Linked DNA regions of Mus musculus: region 1 is linked to region 2. A link is a contact called in public HiChIP or PLAC-seq data. All regions are on one chromosome and are shown on one strand. Each heading gives the region's core, a stretch centred on a gene start, on an enhancer-like site or on the middle of the called end of the contact. The rest is flanking DNA. Distances are from core to core; before and after follow the strand shown.

What was found. HiChIP or PLAC-seq counts read pairs in DNA pulled down with a chosen protein or histone mark.
Region 1: a contact with region 2 is called in an H3K27ac HiChIP or PLAC-seq map of large pre-B cells, with 3 times the contacts expected there. The contact joins two enhancer-like sites. A contact is called at or near these places in 1 of 39 promoter capture datasets (liver) and 1 of 115 datasets of contacts at active chromatin or transcription factors (large pre-B cells).

Annotation. Positions count from the first base shown.
Region 1 is chr8:47,044,405-47,051,182 of GRCm38.p6, reverse strand. All of the region lies in intron 2 of Enpp6 (ectonucleotide pyrophosphatase/phosphodiesterase 6), which reads right to left. Among named protein-coding and RNA genes, the nearest start is that of Gm31231, 35 kb to the left of the region's middle. Within about 2 kb of position 5,117, at least 11 of the 459 cell types and tissues checked have an H3K27ac peak or open chromatin away from gene starts, as enhancers often do.
Region 2 is chr8:46,709,611-46,716,485 of GRCm38.p6, reverse strand. No RefSeq gene overlaps it. Among named protein-coding and RNA genes, the nearest start is that of Gm16675, 26 kb to the left of the region's middle. Within about 2 kb of position 2,390, at least 90 of the 459 cell types and tissues checked have an H3K27ac peak or open chromatin away from gene starts, as enhancers often do.

The DNA of each region.
Region 1 (6,778 bases), core at 3,868-6,367, 330 kb before region 2:
GCCTGCCTTCTGTTACAGTACTCAGAAGTGGAGACCAGGTAGCCCTGGATCAAGCTGGCTAGCCTGACTAACCATACCATTGAGATTTTGGTCCAACTGGAAAGACCTTGCCTCAAAGAAGCAAGTAGAGAGCCATAGTGGCAGACTTCTGAGGTCACTCTCCAGCTTCCAGGTATGCACACACACACACACACACACACACACACACGCGCGCGCGCGCGCGTGTGTGTGTGTGTGTGAACATGCTTACACACATGCCCATCACACACACACACGTTCACTTATAAACGTGCCCATTCACAGTAGAAACAAAAGTGTCACCAAATTGTGAGTAAATACACATGATGATTTATTTCATTCTATTCTAATCTACTCCACAACCGTTTTTAAAGTTGCTTAGCAAACTGCAAGTGTCTATTAGTGTCCACTATGGATCAATACCTGTGTTAGAACAATGCTTAGAGCAGCACCCTCTTACCACTGAGGATAGCAGACCTCTATAGATACCAGAAACTACAGAGAGCATAGAAACTCATTGTGGAAACACATGAATCAAATCAACCAGCAATGGGTCACATATGTGAGATTATGTTGCCTAATAATGTTGTAGCCACCTTAGTGTGTGTTAATATAGTCCATGATGTTCAAACAATGAAGGGCTTGCCTAACATCACATTCCTCAAGACACATTCTTCTTCTATTGTACTGTAAGTAGATAGATAGATAGATAGATAGATAGATAGATAGATAGATAGATAGATAGATAGATATAAGGTTAGAATAGACAAATGGTAGGTATAGATAGTTAATAGGGTAGATAAATGATATATAGACAGAAGAGAAAATATATAAATCTATACATATGATATCTATCTATATATATATATGCATATATGTACATATCTCTCTATATAGCTATGTCTATGAAATTTAATCTATAAATTAATGGTGCCAAAAGATTAAAAATAATACAATAGAACAATTACAACAATATCCTATAGTAAAATATATGTGACTATGGTCTCTCAAAGTATCTTTTACGTTTAAAGGAAGTATTTCGTAGCTTATCTCCCACCTATCTGAGTCCCTTAAACCACTCCCCGTATGCTTTCGCACCTCTATTAAACAAAATAAGAGTTGCTTGATTACAAGTGCTGAGAAATTTCACAATCTGCCTGGAAACCAAGATGGTGTCCAAGTGACTGTCTGAGGAGTAACAGACAGTGCGAATGAACTTAGACAAAGGGGGATGCTTCTCTGAGGACAGAATAGGAAAGGCATCGGGAGATTGTTTTATCTCACAAATGGTGTACATATTTAAGTTCAACTATCGTTTATTTCTTGAATCTTCCAATTCATCTTTTCATTCAGCGGTTGACAAAGTAGCTAAAAATATGGGAAGGAACGCCGTACGGAACATATATTTTGGACTGGAGTCTTCCGTCATTTTCATCCACTGAGGGAAAGGTTGTGAAGCAACATTCAGGCGGTTTATACTGTAGGCCTGCTCTGCCTGACAAATCACTTGTAGGAACCGATTGTAAGAATATAAAGTTGTAAAGGCTGAGAGCACATTTATGTGTAACAAAAGATGGGAAATAAACATAACCCGCTGTCAGCTAGGACGCATTTGGGGAGAGGCTGCCCTGATAAGCCGTTTTAAGGAGTGATCTAAAATGAAGCCATGTGGAACTGCCCTGCTCCGCGCCATCTCCTCCTCTAGGAACACAGCTCTCTCTTTGGCTGCTGCTCCTCCAGGTGGGGCTGGTCATGTGACTCAGTCCTGACCCTGAGGTCCATTGAGGAGCCTGAGGTGGGGAGCTTTGCTTCCTTATGAAGGATAACGAGGTATGTGGGTTCTGCCCCTGGTCTCTGGTGTGGGGTATAGGCTGTGAAGAGGACAGGGTCCTGAGCTCATAGTAGCCATCTTGAAAAAAAGTCATGGGCAAAGAAGCAGGACTATTCCAAAGTCAGTAAACCAAAGCCAAGTGGAAAGCCCCAGGGTATGCACTTTGAAAGGGGAACTGATAAGCATCAGGACCACGCACAATACTTCTCCTGTGGTCCAAACAAGTCTCTTCGTTATTCATTCTTAGCCCAATCTCTATTATTTATAACAGACGCTTCCTAATTGGTGAAACAAAGGGGATCCGGAAAACCTAAATATTTTCATTATGGCTCATTCAAATTGACCTCCCTTTTGTAAAAACAAGTGTCCGTTGTGTTTGTCTTTCGAAACCAAAAGCTGATGTTTGAGCGATAACTTTGCAACTTCCTTCTAATGTATCCATCAGAAGACAAAAGTTCCATTCTGTGACCGCCGTATTTATCCATTCGACAGCAGCTGGACACTGGTTGGTTGCCAGTTTTTAAATGGTATGGATTATGCAGACATAAATATTTTCACATATGCTCTCTGGTTCATTTAGGGGTGCGTTCCTGTTGCGATATGTCACTAACAGAACCATTGTGCGTACACTGGAAAGTTCTCGTATGGTTTTGCTTCCATCTGCACTTCCTGACACTTCACTGTCTTGCTCTTACCAACTTTTGGATTTTTATTTCTTTTTACAATTAGCCACTTTCCATTTTAGTGTGTGTTCTTTAGTCAGGAGTAAACCCTGTTAAAGCTGTAGACTCGACCCCGCCCTCCCCCGCAGCAGCCTCAAACCCAGGAGTCCTGCTGTCGCCTAACTCTTAGAGCTGTGGTCTAATGACAGGCCAAGGGCAGCTATCAAAAGAGGTGATGACATGCAGATATTTCTGGCTGAAATAAAAAAGCAAAATGAGGAATTTTGCAGAGAAAGAGAGGGTTTAGACTTTAGAGTCTTTCTTAGAGTTGTTGCTTGAGCTTTGTTTGGGGAGCTCGCCTCTCCCAGAGAGCCCAGACCTCCAGCAGGGATCAGAGAGGCTGAGAACTTTCATTGTCAGACTGAAAATCGATTTAGCACAGCAAGAGCACTGGCGGATGCCATATTAAAAACCCTCTTCTTAGTACTGAGTTCGCAGCACTTGGTGCTCAGCACTAGTACTTGCACTCGGCACTTGTACTCCACAGAGCATCAGCAAGGTGGCACACACTTTTAATTCCAGCACTCGGGAGGCAGAGGCAGGCGGATTTCTGAGTTTGAGGCCAGCCTGATTTACAAAGTGAGTTCCAGGACAGCCAGGGCTATACAGAGAAACCCTGTCTCAAAAAACGAAGAAGAAGAAGAAGAAGAAGAAGAAGAAGAAGAAGAAGAAGAAGAAGAAGAAGAAGAAGAAGAAGAAGAGGAGGAGGAGGAGGAGGAGGAGGAGGAGGAGGAGGAGGAGGAGGAGGAGGAGGAGGAGGGGGGGGGTGAAGAAGAAGAAGAAGAAGAAGAAGAAGAAGAAGAAGAAGAAGAGGAGGAGGAGGAGGAGGAGGAGGAGGAGGGGGGGGGTGAAGAAGAAGAAGAAGAAGAAGAAGAAGAAGAAGAAGAAGAAGAAGAAGAAGAAGCAGCAGCAGCAGCAGCAGCAGCAGCAGCAGCAGCAGCAGCAGCAGCAGCAGCAATTTTCAACAGGACTCTAAAGCCTGAGACTCCTTGTGAATCGCTTTCTTGGAAAACTCAGAGCAAGTGTCACAGGACTGTACATTGCAACCTGGCCTGCAGTGTATTGCTAGACAGTAGTGAAAAACAAAAACACAAACATACAAAAAACTGAATCAGAGCTGCTTGGTCTCAGTGCGCTGGAATTTAGTCCAAGACAGAATTTGCCCAGAAACTTTGACACAGGTTCCAAGCAGCGTTCACAACAACAGGAATTACCCAGCATTGGAAACCAGGCTTCTGAAGGAATACCTAGAGTCATGGCAAGTGTCCAAGACCCCATTCCTGAAGCACTGGCCCATGAACTGGACAGAAGACTCAGAGACAAGAACAGGCCTACCCATCACAAAAGAACTTCTGAGAATGAGAAAGACTTGTGGGGATTCAGGGGAAGAATGGTGGCTCTCTTAAGGCTGAATCCAGCTATTAGGCCAGACAACATTCATATCCCCTCAAGATCTCTCCTTCAAAAACTCTTCATTGTTAATTAATATCCAACATCAATTTAGCAGGTCTCCCCTCCCACTCCTCCCTTCCCCTTCCTTCTCCTCCCCTCCCCTTCCCTCCCCACCCCTCCCCTCTCTTCCCTTCCCTTCTCCTCTCTTCCTTAATTTTTTTCCCTCTCTCTCTCTCTCTCCTTTCTCTCAGTTCTTCCTCTTCTCTTCCTTCTCCTGCCATTCCTTTTCCTTCTTCTTTCTCCTCCTTCCACCCCTCTCTTCCTCTTCTCTCCCTCTCCCTCTCCCTCTCCCTCTCCTCCTTCTCCCTCTCCCTCTCCCTCTCCCTCTCCCTCTCCCTCTCCCTCTCCCTCTCCCTCTCCCTCTCCCTCTCCCTCTCCCTCTCCCTCTCCCTCTCCCTCTCCCTCTCCCTCTCCCTCTCCCTCTCCCTCTCCCTCTCCCACTCTGGCCCCACCTACTGTCCCTGGTTCTATTTACATTCACTTTGACTTTACCTCTAGCAACCCAATACTATTAGTCTTATGCTGCTCCCCATCCCCCATGACACATAGAGTAACTAATGTATTAATGTACATAGTACAGCCAGTTCCCCTTTATTTCCTGAAGTGATTGTGGCTTCACGGTCGATTACTTTTGTTTCATTGTTAATGTCTTTGCGTAGAGGGCTTATCCTGTGATGGTGATTATGATGCAGAGGTTTTGGAGGCTGATGGAGCCTTTTATGACCCAGTTGTGTATGACCTAAGGACCCTAAGACTCATAGTCCTCAAAGATTGACCAGAGATAGTGGCTCTGAGTTCATTGTTTCACGTCCAAGAAAAATTAATGACACACATTCTTGTGGGAGCATACAAAGTGGAAGTGAGGTTTATTTAAAAAAAAATGACTACAGGAAAGTGAGAAATTAAGAAAGAAAGAGAAACCCCCAAGTGTTAGTAAGGTTCCCCAAAGGAAGAAAACCTTTTAACTTGGTTTTTATGAGGCAATGGCATAAAGTGGATGAAGAATGAGGTCATTTCTCCTGAGACTGACTGTTTCTCTGGGTTACCATGGGCCCAGTCAATTGAGGGCCCACATGTTCTATAGCTGTTCCCCTGACCCAACCATGGGAATGATTGTGTGCTGTGCATGTTCTGTCCACACAGTTAAGGGTAGAAATGCCCTCTGTCCTCTGACTCCAGCTTTGATGTTGACTGTCTGCTAGCCCTTACTCACTTCATTGAACACCATCTGACCTTGGCAGGTGTCTCAAGTGCTGTTAATTGTAATGAGCTCTATTTGTTCTCACATCTACCAAGAAGTAGCTGCGGTGTTCTTGGTTATGCCTTTATGTATGGGATGGGCCTCCTTCCTAAAAGGCAACTCGACATGTTAGAAGCCACCCTTACATACAAGTTAGTCTATTGTCGTTAGCTGCATTAGAAGCAACTTACTTAAAGCAAAGATATGTAATAAGAAACTGATCCTAGCATGTATTTTCTAGAGGGGGGAAATTCTGATGGAAGTTAGTCAGCCATCCTGCTGTAAATGACCTAGTTTCTTTGAGCCCACTGATCTTCTATCAAGTCCACTTGCCTACCTCATGCTCAGAAGCAAGCATCTCTATCTTTCATCCTCAGTATCCTGATCTCATTCATTCTTTTAACCTTTATATTCCCTTTTTACCTTACCACTCATTTACATATTAGTACATATGGGCAACTTTTGTTTGTTTGTTTGTTTGTTTTTTGACGATGAGCTCTTTAATTTATTACACAGAGCTATGTATGTCTCAATCACTGGTGCAAGTAATATTATATAGTCTTATGCAAATAGGAATGTAGTCTTAGGAAGCTTAAGCCTGGTGCCATGCACACAGGCTTATTATACCTCAACCTTACTATGACCTAGTCCCTCTTGAACTTTTCAAGCATTCCCACTGATAGAATGAAGGTGACTTAAATTTAAAAGCTCAACCAATGGTCTAACTCCAGATAAGAAATCCCAAATGCAAAAACAAAAGAAATATGAACAGCCAAGGCAACATGTCTCTGCCCAAAATTACCAACTCCACAGTAATGGCCTCCCAAGGAGAGAGATGCAAAATTTTAGGCAAGGAATTCAAAAGAATGTTTTGAAATATGTTCAAAGAAGTGAAGGGGGATATAAAATAATTCCTGAATGAATTCTAAGAGAGTATATAAACATCTTTTTTAAAAAAATAAGCCATCACAGAATATGGAAATTAAGAGAAAAGCACAGAAGAAACACCAAATTAAATTGGTAGAAATGAAAAAAAATCCACTAAGTAAATAAAAAGTTTAATAGAAAGCTTAGTCGTTGAACTGATCGTGGGGAAGACAGAATGCCAGGGCTGAAGATGAGGGAGAGGAGTTAGAATTTTCTAGTAACCTTCTTATAGCATTTCAATAATACAAATAAATTAATGAAAACATGATTAAAAAGCACAACAGATATATATGGGACACTGTGAGAAAAACAAATCTAAGAGTCATGAGACAGAGGAAATTCTTCTCATGGAAAAGGAACATAAAGCATTTTTTTAACAAAAATCACAGAATAATTTTTTCCAAATGTAGGGAAGGAGATGGTCAAGTACAAGAGCATTAAGGATAATAAATATGTAAGACCAGAAAAGGAAACTCCATGTCATAGTTAAAGCATAAAATATACAGAACAATGAAACTATACTGAATACTGCACAAGAGAAACACCCGCATGAAGGCAGGCCCACCAGAGTAACAGCTGACTCTGCAT
Region 2 (6,875 bases), core at 1,141-3,640:
TTTTTAACATTTCTTCAATTAAGCTCCGGACCTACAGAGTCAGTGTTGAATAAGAAAGAGAGCGAGGGGGTGGTGAATTACCCAGAGTTGCTTTCTAAAAGCTGCTCTCTGGATGACAAAGGCTCTGCCCAGTGCAGCCTGCAGCCCTCTCTGGACATACCTGTAAACAGGAGGAGTGCCCGTCTCTGGATCCTCCCACGTCGACATGGGATACCTAATTCACAAGTGGTGTCACAATCAGGGGCAATGAGTTATGATATTTGTGACACCTCAGCTCTAAAGAGAATTTTTATTTTAAACAATACCCCATTAGTGTGAGTTCAGGCAGTTTCCTTATGACTCTAAGACTCCAAGTCCTTCAAAGTGGTAGAACAGTTTGCCCCCTTAGATGGGAGGAAGATCATAGCTTACATGGTTGGTTAGCCAGATCCTCCCTGGCGAGCCTGGCTTGCCTTCAGTCCCATGACTTTTCCTACACTTGCGCGTCAGACAGTTTGTCATTAGCCTGGAGTTTCTGCTAGGCGGTCACTTTTTTTTCTTTTCAGATTATTTGGAATCAACCACATAATAGTTAGGCCATGTTCCAAATATCTGTAACATAAATGTCAAACAATGATATTTAATTGTGCTCTGGGGAGATATTTGGGGACATAATGATCATGGGTTCCCCACCAAGCACAAAGGGAAATACCGCACATGGCTGTCATTGTCTTCCAGTAAGCATTCAAACACTTTTGCATTGCATCTACTTTGTAAGAGGCAGACTAGGAACACAACGCCAAAGTCTTGTTTATGCCGTTTGGGTGTCATGGATACATTTAAATTTTCTGCTCCTGGAAGAGACTCACATACTGATGCTCAGAAGAAAAAAAAATTCTACAGAACCACCAAGATGTTTTAGATAAAGGTGGCCTTTCAGATCAATGATATAAGGTTATACAAGAGGGTTTGGGGGTGGGGTGCTGGGATCTTGCTCCCCACCCCCAAACTAAGATCCTTACTGAGGGATACTGTAATCTTCAGAGGAAATGAGTTGTGAGCCTGATAAAGCCAACTGTGCCAGGTTTTCCAAGGCAGGTGTTAGACAGCATCTCTTTCTTTTGTGCTGAGCAGGTCCAGGGCACACTGGTGTTACAGTCTGCAGAGTTCCTCGGAGCTGGATACTAGGGTCCCAAGAACTAATGTCTGAACTCAAAGCTATTGCTCACTGTAGCAAATCTTCATACACTACTCTCTCTTTCAAGAGCTAAGGGCCTTCAACCAAGAAAGGAGTGAAAATTCTAGATCCCAGCAGAGAAAACAGAGAGGGGTGGGTGGAGAAGGCGGGGTAGGAAGCCTTTCCTCTTTGCCTGTTAGCTGTTCTGTTGGCCTCCCCGGGATTGTAGGTCCCTGACATTCAACAATCTCTCTGGACAGTTCCTACCTAATGATGTACTTGATATTCTGACTAGCTGACCCAGCTTGCAGCTGCTGACGTCTTCTTCGCCCTCATCTCTAACATCTCTGAGCTTCTTTCAGCTCATTTTGTCCTGGGGAGCTACTACTGAACCATTGGGTAGATAAGGGCACAGTCAGAAAAATGTAAAGCATCGAGAATGTCTTAATGCTGAAAATGCAGCAGTGGTCGGATCATGTGTTTAACTCTTCCCACAAAAAGTAAGATTACATGTGTTCCAGTCTCTGTTGCCTGGGCAGGTCACTCCTCTGAGACCAACCTGATGACCAGACTTCAAAGATCACCCACCAGATTGCCAAGGTAGTCTCCAAACAGGAAATTTCCTATTCAGGCTTTCCCAACTCCTTCCGGTGCTACCCTGTTGAGAAGAGTGAGGACGGAGTCACTTGCTAAAATTGCAAAGGCCAGACCTGCAGCTGGCTGCATTGAGTTGTTTCTGAAGCTCCTTGGAGCAGTTGTGACTCATCCCTCCTACAGTCCCTTCACTTCCCACCCCTCTCACCAAACCAGCTACCCGTCTCACTCTGACTCCTATGAGCCCACTTATTTTCAAATTTGCTCAGTAAACACAACATCCAACCCCAACTTGCTTTCATGCACAGGATGGAGAGAGGGAGAAGGAGAGGGAGAGGGAGAGGGAGAGGGAGAGGGAGAGGGAGAGGGAGAGGGAGAGGGAGAGGGAGAGGGAGAGGGAGAGGGAGAGGGAGAGGGAGAGGGAGAGGGAGAGAGAGAGAGAACACTCTCGAGATTAAAAAAAAAGGGGGGTGGGCTTATGCAGGAAAGAACAACCAAAGACAGAGTAAGGATTTCTTCCCTGGACTTTGGGGAGCGAGAAACAATAGCTAATAAGAGACAAGAGCCAGGTTTAGGACTTGTGCCATCCTGCCCAGCTGATTTAAAGGGACACACCCATCCTAGGTAGTTTACCGGAAGTTGCTCCACAATCGCCTGCACACACAGCCCTGCGATTAGGAACCAAACAACCCTCTGGAGCCCTGGCTGAGCTGAGAGGGTCACAATGGACGAAACTGGCTTCCTTCCACACAACAAGGAAACTCAGACATATTTTCTCTGCTCCACCTTCCAGCCCTGTTGCCAAAGTCACAACAAGAAATGCAAACACCTCGATTTTTTCAGAGAAGTTGCAGGTATTTCCTGGATGGTTCCAACTGCCAATAAAAAAGAAAGAAGAAAAAAAGCAGCTTGTGGGTAAGAGAGAACAGCAGCTCCTTTCAAGAAAAACTCTGTGGAAGAGAGCAAAAGAAGAAACCAGAGTTTGATGAGATGTGACTGAACCAAGTGACGCTTAAAACCAGTTCCAGCGGACAGCAGTTTTAAGGGGGTGTCAAGACATGTAACCATTTCCCAATTCTCATCTCAAACCCTACTTTGCTATGGTCCCAGAGCCCAGGGACTCCAAGCCCACCCCACCCCCACCCCTGCCCTAGTACTTTGAAAATAGAAAGTATTCAATAGATCTGCTCAATAGTATTATCATCATTTATTAGTCGTTTCTGTGTACGTATGATTTATACATGTGCGTACCTAAAGATGTGCAGGTGGCGACTGCCGAGACCACGTGTGTAGAACTCCGAGGAGCTGAGGCATCCTCCTCAGTCACTCACCGGCTTATTCTCTTGAGACAACACTGCGGTTACAGGTGCACGCGGCCAGGCCTGTCATTTTCAGGGGGGTACCAGAGAACTGACCTCAAGTCTATCAGCTTGTGCAAAAAGTGCCCTTACACACTAAACCACTTCCTCAACCCTTGGCCAACATTATTTGTTGAGTGCCTGCCCCTTTTCAGGCACTAAAACATGGAGCATTGTAACAATAGAACTATCCCTGTGTCTCCTGCAGATCCTTAGGGACATGCAGGCAATGATCATCTGTATACAGAAACAACTAATAAAGAAATTGGTTTCAGAACCCCTCTCAGATCCCAAGTCCAAGGATGTCCAAGTCCTTTATAGTAATGCTATATAGTTTGCATATAACACACACACACACAACCCTACACTTTAATCATGTCTTGATTACTTTCAGTGCAAACTATAAATAGGACTGGGGATGTAGCTCAGTAGTAGACCACTTGAAATAGTCCTGACACTGTGTTATGTAGGAAATGATGACATGCTCAGAAGAAACAGAGCCACCACAGGCCTAACTGCATAATACATAACAAAAACAACTTAGCATATCTTTCTTTGCAACATTTTCCAGCTCCCAGGTAATAAGGCTTGCAGCTGTGGGGCCAGCGGATAGGAAAGGGCTGCCTATCTATTTGGCTCGGAGATCAACCCAATAAAGCTAATCATTAGACTCTTAGTGGAAACTCAGAAGCGCGCGTTTAGCATGAGCCCCAATTAAAAACACACTTTACTTTCCAAGTTGTAGATCTTTTTTTATTATTATTATTAATTCCTTTGCTTTAAAACTTAGTTCAGTCCGCGCCATAGCCTTTTGCTTGAAACCATTCTTGATGCCTATATGCGACTCTCGGTAACAGGCTCACCAATGTGCCACTCAAAGCACTGCTTTAGCCTCTACATGTTTGGACCTGAATGCAAGGTCGTCCCCCAGTTCCACGTGTCCCCTGGTGGTTCTCCATCCCCAGGACTTGCGCATCCGCTCTGCCTCCTTCTGCCTCTTTATTCCCAGCAGCCAACAAACATGACCATGTCTCATTTCTACTTCCTAATACAACTCAAACAACATGGCAATGTGTTACCTTCTCTGCTGACCCTGCACAAGGCACAGGAGAGATGGCCACCGCCATCTCCGTGCTCGACCTAAAGATGAAAAAGACAGAGCTGCAGAGGAAATATGGCCACCCCCTAATATTGCACAACAGAGCAAAAGGCAATCTCGAGTTCGAACTCGGGTTCTTCAGTCCTGTGCCTCTGATGAGGTGACCCCTGCCCTAATCTGAACCTTAGCCTCGCTGCTCTCTGCTCTGCCTTCTTGTTGGTGCTTTTAAAGCGATCTGTACTATAGCTCTAAAGTCAGATTTATACAGGCAATTCATGAACACGAGGTCTACCTCTTTTAAGCACCGTTTGCTAAGTCCTGACAGACGTATATGGTTAAGTAACAGCATACACAGGATATTTCCATTACCCCGAAGAGGTCTCGCTGGCCATTTAAGATCAGGCCTCTCCCTGGTTCCTGACCTCAGCCATCACAAGTCAGCTTTTCCTTCCCACAGATTCTCTTTTTAAACTTTGAGGAATGTTGGGCAGGAAGAGATGGCTCAGTAATTAAGAAGACCTCTTACTGCTCTTGCAGAGAGTGTGGTTGGATTCCCACACCCACAGGATGGCTCATGAACCTCTGAGACCCCTGTGCCAAAGAATCCAGTGACCTCCTCTGTCCTATGACGTCACCAGACACACATGTGATGCACTTACATCTAGGCAAGGAAAACAGTTGTACTCATCGCCATCTTTCTTCTCCCTCCCTCCCTCCCTCCCTCCCTTCCTCCCTCCCTCCCTCCCTCCCTCCCTTTCTCTTTTTCTTTAATTCAGGATCTCCCTATGTAGCCCCGGGTAGCCTGTCCCTTGTTCATCAGGCTGGCCTCGCACCCACAAAAATCCAACTACCTCTGCCTCCCAAGTGCTAGGATTGAAGGTATTTGCTATTGATCCTCCCCTAAAATAAAATAAATCTTGAAAATCAAAACTTAAAGGACACGACATTGATAGAATCAAGCTGTACAATCTTTGGCTTCTGTGTGCTTTAACTCAGCATAGTGGTTTTTTTGTTTCACCCAGGTTGCTCTGAATATCAGTAGTTCAGTCCCCTTTGTCACTAAGTCCTATGGATACCTTTGCACAGAAGTGTTACTGTACACAGGGGCTTTCGTTGGTAGAAATTATATTGATTTCCAGTTTGGAGTTGCTATGAATGAAGCCTCTAGAAAGGTTTGTGCATAGGTGTTATATGGGTCCATATTCTTTCTCTTGGGTAAATATGCAAGAACGGGATATAAGTCAAAAACAAAAAAAGAAAAATATATGTGTTTGATTTTGCAGTAGTCTATCAAACTGGGGCCTGGGAGATGGCTCAGTTCATGAAGTGCGTGCTGTGCAATCGTAAGAAGACGAGTTTGGTCCCCAGCACCCATGTGAAAGCTGCATTGTGTAATGCAGGTGTGTAATGCACTTGTGTAATGCAGGTGTGTAATGCATGTCTATAACACCGGTGCTGGAAGGGAGAGGGACAGAGACCAGTGGATCAATTACTGGAGCTAATTATCCTGCCAGGTCCAGGGAGAGACTTTGTCTCAAAAGAAAACAGTGAAGAGTAACTGAGAAAGACACCCAATGTTGATATTTGGCCTCTATATCAGTGTGTAAATAGTGTACACACACTGCATTTTTTAAAAAGACAGGGGTGAAAGACCAATCCGTCGAACCATTTTCCAAGTGGCTCTATGATTTTGCATACAGGCCAGCAGTGATGGAGTCCCAGGTGCTCTGCACCGACCGTTGGCATCGGTACTCTAATTTTAGCTATGCTGAGATACATGGAGTGTTACCTCGTTACAGTTTCGACTGATGACTAAGGCCGTTGCTCATCTAGTTCATGTGCTCACTGCTATTTGTCTTCCTTAGATGAGCATCTCAGGTTCCTTTCTAAGCTGGCAGTTTATTTTCTGCTTGCTGATCTGGGAAGCTCTACAATCTGCACACACTTCCTTTATCAGAGATACTAGGCAAATGGCTCCTCCAAACCCAGCGCTTGGCTCTTCGGTTCCTTAGCAGCATATTTGCAGAGTGGTTTCACGGTAGGATCGCTGAGGTGACTGATTTCCTTTGTGCATCCCGATTTTTCAGTATTAGCTAAAAATCCTTTGCCTAAGCTAAGGCCACGGAACCTTCATTTCACGTGCCCCCCCCCACCCCCACCCCACCACCCGAATCCTTTTGCAGTTTTGCCTCTCATTTTTTAAGATCTATGTTCTGTTTTATGTTAACTTGAATATGGTTCAAAGTAAATGTCTCCACCTCTACTCTCCAGCCCTATCCCTTTTTCTTCTTAAAAACCCACTCCTGTAAAAACCACTTGCTTGCTGCTTACTGCTTGACGCTGCTTGCTCTCTGCCTTTGCAGCCTTCCCGCTACCACCTCCACCCAGCTTGCCCCTTTGAGGTAATAAACCTCTGTGATAATTCTGTCTGGGTATGTCCTATACCAACTCTGAGGGGCGTGACTTTCCTTACAAACATCCCTAAGCAGACCTCCAGAGGTCCTGAGTTCAAATTCCAGTAACCACGTGGCAGCTCACAACGATCTGTAACAAGGCCTGAGTCCCTCTTCTGATGTCTGAAGACAGCTACAGTGTACTTACATATAATAAATAAAATAAATCTAGAGGAGGAGGAGGAGGAAGAAGAAGAAGAAGAAGAGGAAGAAGA